Linked DNA regions of Zea mays: region 2 is linked to region 1. The links are chromatin contacts, called in public Hi-C maps. All regions are on one chromosome and are shown on one strand. The core of a region is the stretch at or near the end of the contact, and the rest is flanking DNA. Distances in the headings are between cores, read along the strand shown.

Evidence for each region. A called contact is a pair of places that touch in the nucleus more often than the background predicts.
Region 2: a contact with region 1 is called in a Hi-C map of tassel, with 4 times the contacts expected there. The contact joins the promoter of LOC109941689 here to the promoter of LOC107546754 in region 1. A contact is called at or near these places in 2 of 25 Hi-C or Micro-C datasets (ear and tassel).

The regions. Positions count from the first base shown.
Region 1 is chr8:12,259,773-12,263,713 of Zm-B73-REFERENCE-NAM-5.0, reverse strand. It overlaps LOC107546754, which reads left to right and starts at 1,862. Exons shown (of 1, transcript NM_001322459.1): 1 at 1,862-2,708. The coding sequence starts at 1,966. The coding sequence ends at 2,379.
Region 2 is chr8:12,558,571-12,562,511 of Zm-B73-REFERENCE-NAM-5.0, reverse strand. LOC109941689 (50S ribosomal protein L29, chloroplastic) reads left to right here and starts at 1,948. Exons shown (of 3, transcript XM_020542892.3): 1 at 1,948-2,191. The coding sequence starts at 1,948. It overlaps LOC100281327 (pathogenesis-related transcriptional activator PTI6), which reads right to left and starts at 432. Exons shown (of 2, transcript NM_001154245.2): 1 at 151-432.

The DNA.
Region 1 (3,941 bases), core at 613-3,112:
CGAGGTCAAGGTCGTGTCCGAGCCCTGGGTCGGGCGAGGAGTTCGTCGTCTTCCGAGCCCTGGGTCGGGCGAGGCAGAGTTCGTCGTCTTCCGGGGCCGAGCCCGAGTCCGAGCCCTGGGTCGGGCGAGGCGGAGTTCGTCGTCTTCCGGGGCCGATCCCGAGTCCGAGCCCTGGGTCGGGTGAGGCGGAGTTCGTCGTCTTCCGGGGCCGAGCCCGAGTCCGAGCCCTGGGTCGGGCGAGGCGGAGTTCGTCGTCTTTCAGGACCGAGCCCGAGTCTGAGCCCTGGGTCGGGCGAGGCGGAGTTTCCTATGGCGCCCGAGGCTGGACTTGGCTGCTGTCAGCCTCACTCTGTCGAGCGGCACAGCAGTCGGAGTGACGCAGGCGGCGCTGTCTTCTTGTCAGGCCGGTCAGTGGAGCGGTGAAGTGACTGCGGTCACTTTCGACTCCGTCGACTGAAGGGCGCATGACAGGATAGGATGTGAGGTCATCCTTGCATTAAATGCTCCTGCGATTTGGTCGGTCGGTGTGGCGATCTGGCCAAGGTTGCTTCTTGGCGAAGACTGGGCCTCGGGCGAGACGTGAACCTTCCGGGGTCGGCTGCCTTTGCCCGAGGCTGGGCTCGGGCGAGGCGAGGTCGTGTCCCTTGAGTGGACCGAGCCTTGGCTTAATCGCACCCATCAGGCCTTTGCAGCTTAGTGCTGATGGGGGTTACCAGCTGAGATTTAGGAGTCTTGGGGGTACCCCTAATTATGGTCCCCGACAAGCACGTGCTGATAACGTGTTGAAGTATACTCAGTGGTAAAGAGACTGAGAGAGAGACAAATGACAGAACTGTTGTTTATTGCAGAGAGAGTAGTCCTTATATACATGTGACAGGGGTCATCCCCAAGGGATGTATTCCTTGGGGATGTGTTCGTCGAGCCCCTTGAATTGGTCACTATATCACATATAACTTTGTAATATGTTATTTTGTAACATTCTTCACTCGTATCGTACTCCATGTGCTGAGACACTTGCATGCAGCCATTGAGTACGTGCTCAGCTCACACCGTCACACGTGCTGGGATTACAGCTCCAGCCTCCGATGCTCCCACGTAGTATCTTATCCTGAGCCGACCTTGTTTACGAGCCGGCGCGCTTCTTCTAGACTTCTAGTACGTACGTATACTTGTTAACGAGCGGTTCACGATGTCGGCGTGCGATCCCACACGCCCACCTTCCCCAAGCCGCCGGCGTTTCCACGTGATCGCAGGCAGGAGCACGCGCGGCCCCATGTTCCACGCTCGGCCCGTGAGCTACCCGAACGTGACGTGCTGCCATCAGAAGCTGCTGCTGCGCCGTGGAAACGAGACGCGCCGGATTCCGCCCGGCCACTGGTGGCCATGGAGGCGACACGGCGGTCGCTCTTGCAAATAAATGGCGCGCGCGGCGCAAGAAAATGGAACGTGAGGTGCCTCGTACATAATGTACTAGGGGAAAAAAAATCTGCCGTTAAACTTTACTCCGCGACGACAGCGATGCGTGACAACCAGTTTTAGCAGTCACGTCCATCCACACCAGTTTCCATCACGTTCCGCGACTCGCCCCGTCGGCCAAGCCTAGGTGCGCTGCACGTGAAATGAAACTGGTCGCGCCGACCGGCCGGCCGCGCAGGCGACTGCGGCCGCTGGCCTGGCCTCGACCACTGGGGCAGGTCACGAGTCACACACCTCAGAACTCACCAGGCCGCGCGCACTTGACGCGCCGCGCTCCGCTCCTGCTCCTGCGGAGCCCAAGCCTGTCGCGAACCCACCCCCCGCCTTCCACTCCTACAAAAGGCCGCGCGCCCAAACGCCTCGGAGCTCCACTCATCACACCGCACGAGGCCACGACACACTCTCATCACACGCACGGACCCTACCCCGTCCCCGCCCGCCTCGGAGGCCGGGGCAAAACACCGCCAGGCAGCCCAGCCCCAGCCAGCCATGAAGCGAACCAGAGCGCAGCAGTCCAAGGCGGAGGAGCCGCAGGACCCCTCCGCCGCCGCCGCGGCCAACCCAAACCCAAACCCCAAGCCGCAGCAGCGCCGGGCCAAGCAGCCGAGGCAGCCCAAGGCAGGCGCCAGGGCGAGGCCCGCCGCGGCAAATGCCGCGCCTTCTTCGCCCGGGCCGGAGACGGCGCCGGCCGTGCCGGACGCGCGCGCCGTGGACTGCTGGGACCTCGACGCCGGGCTGAGCGCGGCGGCGGCCTGGTGGACGTGGGGCGTCGACGAGGACAAGCTGCTCGGCTGGTTCCCCTTCGTGGAGGAGGACTTCCGGTGCGCCGGCGCCGGCGCCCGCTCCTGCGAGGCCGAGGCCGAGGCGGCTGCGTTCGACCACGACATTTGGAGCATCTGGTGAACCGAGCCGGTGGCGGTGCTTTTCTGTTGCGCTGTTCTTGCTCTCTGCCGACGGTAGTGTCTTGGTACAAGAGCGCGCGGGAGGATGTGTAGTAGGCGAGGTAGCTAGTCGACTGGTAGATGCGATGGTGTGTGCATGTCGGCGTTGGTCCAACTCCATTGATCGCGCACACTGTCTCTGTCTCCCGGGCCGGGCAGACGTGCTTGGTTCTGTGCCTGAACAACGGCGGCAATTTCCATCCGAGCACGTCAGCACCAAAACTCGTGTGTTGATTTGACATTTTAGGCAGGCATTGTGTGCTACGGGATTGCAATTCGCAGTTCACCCAAGCTGGGCATGTGATCAACACGTTGGAGGTCGAAATGTTCATGTCGGGTTTCTTGGTGGAATATGCAACTGCCCAGATATTGGGAGTGGAATTTGCATATTCTGCGGCTATACATTTCATTTTTAAACTAGAATTAAATTAGCGGCGTTTGTTTAAGATTATAATCTATCTAGATTATATAATATAATTTATTTTGAACTAACATTAAATTTAAAATAAGTTAGATTATACAACGAGTACATATTATAGTCTTAAACAAACACAACGAGTACACATTATAGTCCTAAACAAACACCACATAATTAAGGTTTCTAGATTATTTTGAAGAAACTTTTGGACCTTATCGATTCCCAAAATTTAAATATATAATTTTTGGATCCTGAATAGACCAAATCGGATACAGATCGATCTGTTTGGTTTATAGGTAGAGACCTTATCGATCCTCCCTATTACCAATACTCCCAAACAAGCTTTTAATGTCGGTGATAAGATCTCCGTTCCATGGGGCATATCTTTCAACGAACACGTTGTGAAAAGGTATGTGCCTATTGCGGTCCGTTGGTCAGCTGGAGGAGAAAGAAGATGTCTACACCGTTGAAGGAAACCGCCTCTGTATGCGGCATTGAGCCTGGGGTCAGGCATGACGAAACTAGACAAGGGGGTCAGGCGTACCGAAGGGAAACCACTCAAGTGGATTCCACGTCCGGCTCCAGACTAATCCGCCATAAGTGATCGATCACATTAACTACGCCTCTCTGAGCCACGGCAGAGGCGCCGATTCGCCTCACACTCCTAGCCTACGAGCCTCTCGAGCTGCAGCGCACTCATAACCTACAACCTCCTCGGTCTGCGACGCATTTTTGGCCCTCGTGCCTCCTAGTCTGCGACACACTCATAGCCTATCCGGACTAGGCCTGAGTACACATACTACCTGTAAGGCACAACACGACAAGCCACGTCGAGCTCCAAGTTATGAAGGCCAGGGGTCCGCGTAGCTCAAATGATGGTGCTTGAGTCTCATGCTATCTATGTCGTCAGCTATATAGAATATAAGACGACCAGGCGACCTCAAGGCCCACGGGCACATACGGCTTCACCAGGGTAGAATGCTCGATGACTCCTTCTTTAAGAAGCCACCACTAGCCGACCCCTCCTTTCCTACTGAAGGAGGAGGTCAGTTCCCATACGAGGGGAGGCCCAAGGAGACGGACAACCAGACGCAAAAACGACGGAC
Region 2 (3,941 bases), core at 699-3,198, 300 kb before region 1:
CAACCACAAGAGCAGATTTTTTTTTGTCAAAACCCATGGAAGGAGCAGCCACGAACTCCCCAGATCTGGACGAACAGGGCCACAAAACCCGGTCAAAAACCTCCCAGATCGGCGAAAACACGGAGGAAAAAGAGAGCGGGGGGCACGGACCTGAGCATCGACGAGGATTTGTTCCATCCGTTGAGCCCCTTGCGCATAGATCGGCTGGAGCAGGCGAGGGAGCGGAGGAGGAGGAGGAGGAGGCCGGCGACGACGGGGGCGATGAGCGCTACGACGACCAGATCGGAGATGGGGCAAGAAGGCATATACGAGAGCTGGCTACTTGTTCTTTCTTCTCCTCCGACGCCGGCACCGTCCGTCGTCGTCGCCTCCGTCCCGGCCTCCCTGAACACTCGCTTAAACCCCGACCCAAAGCGGCGACAGGAGCAAAAGGGGCAGGCCACGCCCCTCGTCCGCCGATATTTAATAATCCCCCATTCTTCCCCATCCTGTACTGCCCGCCCCCTCCGCCGCACCACGCGAGACCTTTCGCGTCACGCACGCGTCCGGGATCCAGCTCCACACACTGCCGAAACGGCCCGAAGCTCGTCCGGACCCACGCGTCATTGGAGGATTATCTGCCTAACGGAAAGGGGGAGGAGAGGACGGCCGCGATGCGCTGGCGCTGGACGTACTATAGGATCTGCCAAGGCTGTTTGTTACGCACACAGTGATGACTCGTGGACCCAGGGGTGCCGCTGGCCCCCGCAGTCAGAGTATGGGACGTGCTGGTTCCCTGGTGAAGAACTGTTATGCACGCTCCTCAGGCTTTCACGTGGGGCCAATGTATTTGGTCCCCACCTGTCATCGAGACAGGGACGGAACGCTAGTGGTGGTGGTGGTGCGTTTTTGGTGGGGTTTATGCGATGTGAATGGGCGACGCGAGGACGGGACGGCCATGGAAATGATAAACCTTCGGCTACACGCGTCCAAGGAATGTTGTGCTGTTTCGTTGACAGTTGGGACCCACAAAAGTGACGGGCCTACTTCACTGCAGACCGAGCAATCACTTCCGGATCCAGCGCTAGGTTCCGACCCACCGTTGGTCGAGGGGAGGCGGATTGGGATCCTCTGGCTGAGATCCCACATTCCCGTGTGACCTGCTCTGCATTTACCAAGACCATCAGTTTTACGGGGGGTAAATGAATGGCTACTATATTATAGATAGAGGAAGTCTGGGCTGTATGGCAGGTAGCACCATTCCATCAGATGAGCTAAAGATACGCTCCACCATTCTCGAGAGCTAAAAAAAAGGAGCGATAAAACGGAACGGAATATTTCGTTTCCAAAAAAAAGGGCGAAAGCCAAACGAAAGGCCACGGATATTTGATGCCGCGGGTTTTTTTCGTAGGCGTCACACGCGACACGTGGACATGCTTGCGCTGCTATCTCGCCATTCGAACGCTTTCCGTTAGGTTGCGTTTGGTTTGGTTTTTTTGCTTTGGCTTTTGTTCTCTGAAAACCAAAAGTCAAACAAAGGGCTAAATTCAAGAAGCAGTTTTTTATAAAAGCTAACTTTCTCGCAGTGTAAAACTGAAAGCACCCTTAAATCTGCTTTTAGTGGCTTTTGGATAGAACTGTGAAAACATATATCGAAAAAATTTTAACGACTTTTAGTGGTTTACACTAAATGGTTGTTAGCTTTTTAACAGCTCACAGCATACCGCAGCATTTTTTTATAGCTTACAGTTTATAGCAATTTTTTTCACAGCCACATCCTAACCAAACAGACTCTTAGTCGACCGATCTCGTTCGTAGGTTGCGTTATGGAAAGCGCACGTGATGCGTCGTGGCAACGAAAAAATACAGCAGTCCTAGATTATAGCACGACCTCCATCTCCACCGGGCACGAGCTTTCGGAATCCAAGGACGGGAGCGCCTTGGCTCTGCGCCGTGCCTGGGGTTCACATGGCGAGTTCTTATTGCTCCGCTCGTACCACAGCACTTGCACTTGGGGAGGTGGTGGAGCTCGCGGCCGGACAGGACAGGGAAAAGGGCCGACGGACTTTTTTCCGCAACGCGACGTGGAAACAGCCAGGACGCCGTGCGTGGCCTTGGACGCTTTGCGCGGCGCGGTCTGGCACGCGGGTGCGCGCCCGTGCGGACGCGTCCCCCTCCCCGGCTCCCCCTGCGGCCGCCACGCCCCACGCAGGCAGACCCCGTCGGCGGTAGTGGTGAAAACGGACGGATATAGACGGATATTAGCTTATCCTGTATCTTACCCTAATATATTTAAAACGGATTCGGAATCGGATACGTATAGTTAGAAACAGGACGAATACGGATACAGGGACCGGATATTTATCCGGGCGGATAAGTGACGGATACGGATATTATTTGATCGGATATCGGATACTTGTCGGATAATGTATTAATTAGTTATGATAAAACGTTGACATCCTGTGGGTTTTATGGTTCCATTATTTTTTATGACTATATGTGGCCATATGTTGTACCTTCGTATAATTTCATAGATTTCTGAGGCTATTTGTACATTATTAATTTCTTTCTACATAGAATTATCAAAATATAATTAAAATTCATAAATACACTAGTTTTGACCCAAAATTGCAAAAAGCTTACCAAAACAAATAAACATTCTATTCAAATAAAACCTCAAGTCGTCACATAAAAATGATAAGTGAAATATTAATTATATTGAAACTTCGATACATAAAATGATTTCACGTGTAACTCACGTAATAAGTGGCAGTGGAATGGAAGAAACACCAACATCTTATGGATTTTATAGTCCAAATATTTTTTAAACTATATGTGGATATATATTGTGTCCCCGTAAAAATTCATGAATTTTTTAGGCTATTTGATGCATTATTAATTTCTTGTTGTAGAAAATCATCAAAATACAATTAAATTCATAAATATATTGTAGCATCGACCGAAAATTATAAATAAGTTACCAATATTAATAAGTAGTATATAAAAAGATAATCCTAAGTTCCCACATGGAGATAGTCTTAAGTCCTCACATGAAAATGATAAAGTAAATTATTTTGATATATATTTAGACATTATTTCAATGATTTTGGCCTAAAGATATGTTTAAACAAAAATATGTTGTACTACAAAGTTATAGATCTCTTTGAGCTCTACAATTTTCATATAAACTTTATCATCCGATTTCATATATAAAAGTTATGATTTTATAACTATATTATTATGCAGAAAAAGAAAAAACGGGTACCCGTATCCGACCCGAATATCCGGGTATTTACCGGGTAGTGCTCGCTCCGTATCCGATCTGAATCCGTAATCGTACTATCCGGATATTACCCCTATCCGTTCTAATATAAAAATACCCGTATCTATATCCGAAAAATGGTTTCAAATCAGTACCGTATCCGGTACTCTACCCGTTTTCACCCCTAGTCGGCGGCCACGTGACACCGGGAGCGAGGGAAATAGAGGCGTCCGCCGCGGCGGTCGGTCTAGCCAAAATCCTCGCTAGCTCAAAGTTGGATAGATTTGCACGCGACTACGCGAGCAGCCGACTTCGACTGCTCGTTGGAGCCGCCGCCCGCCGCCCTACTACTACCCATACCCACCAGTGGACTTCTGCGGGGCCCGCGGCGGAGTCGTTGTCGGTTGGTGCGCCCAAATTCAGACCTCTGTTTTATTTCCTCCCACTTTCCGCACTCTCGAGGCGTGCAGTGCAGCCGCGGTGCCCGTGCCCCTGCTGTGGCCCCCCTGTGACTGGGAACGCACGTGATCGGCACGTGCGACATTTATTTGTTCCGGTCAGATATTTTTTCGGAAACCATTTCTTTTCCCCTACGTGAGCGGAGCCGTAGCGGTGGGTGCTTCGAAAAGGCATGGGCGTGGCGCGAGCGAGCGAGCGAGCGAGGCCGGGTAGTATGTGCGGCGCCGCACGCCCGCCCGTG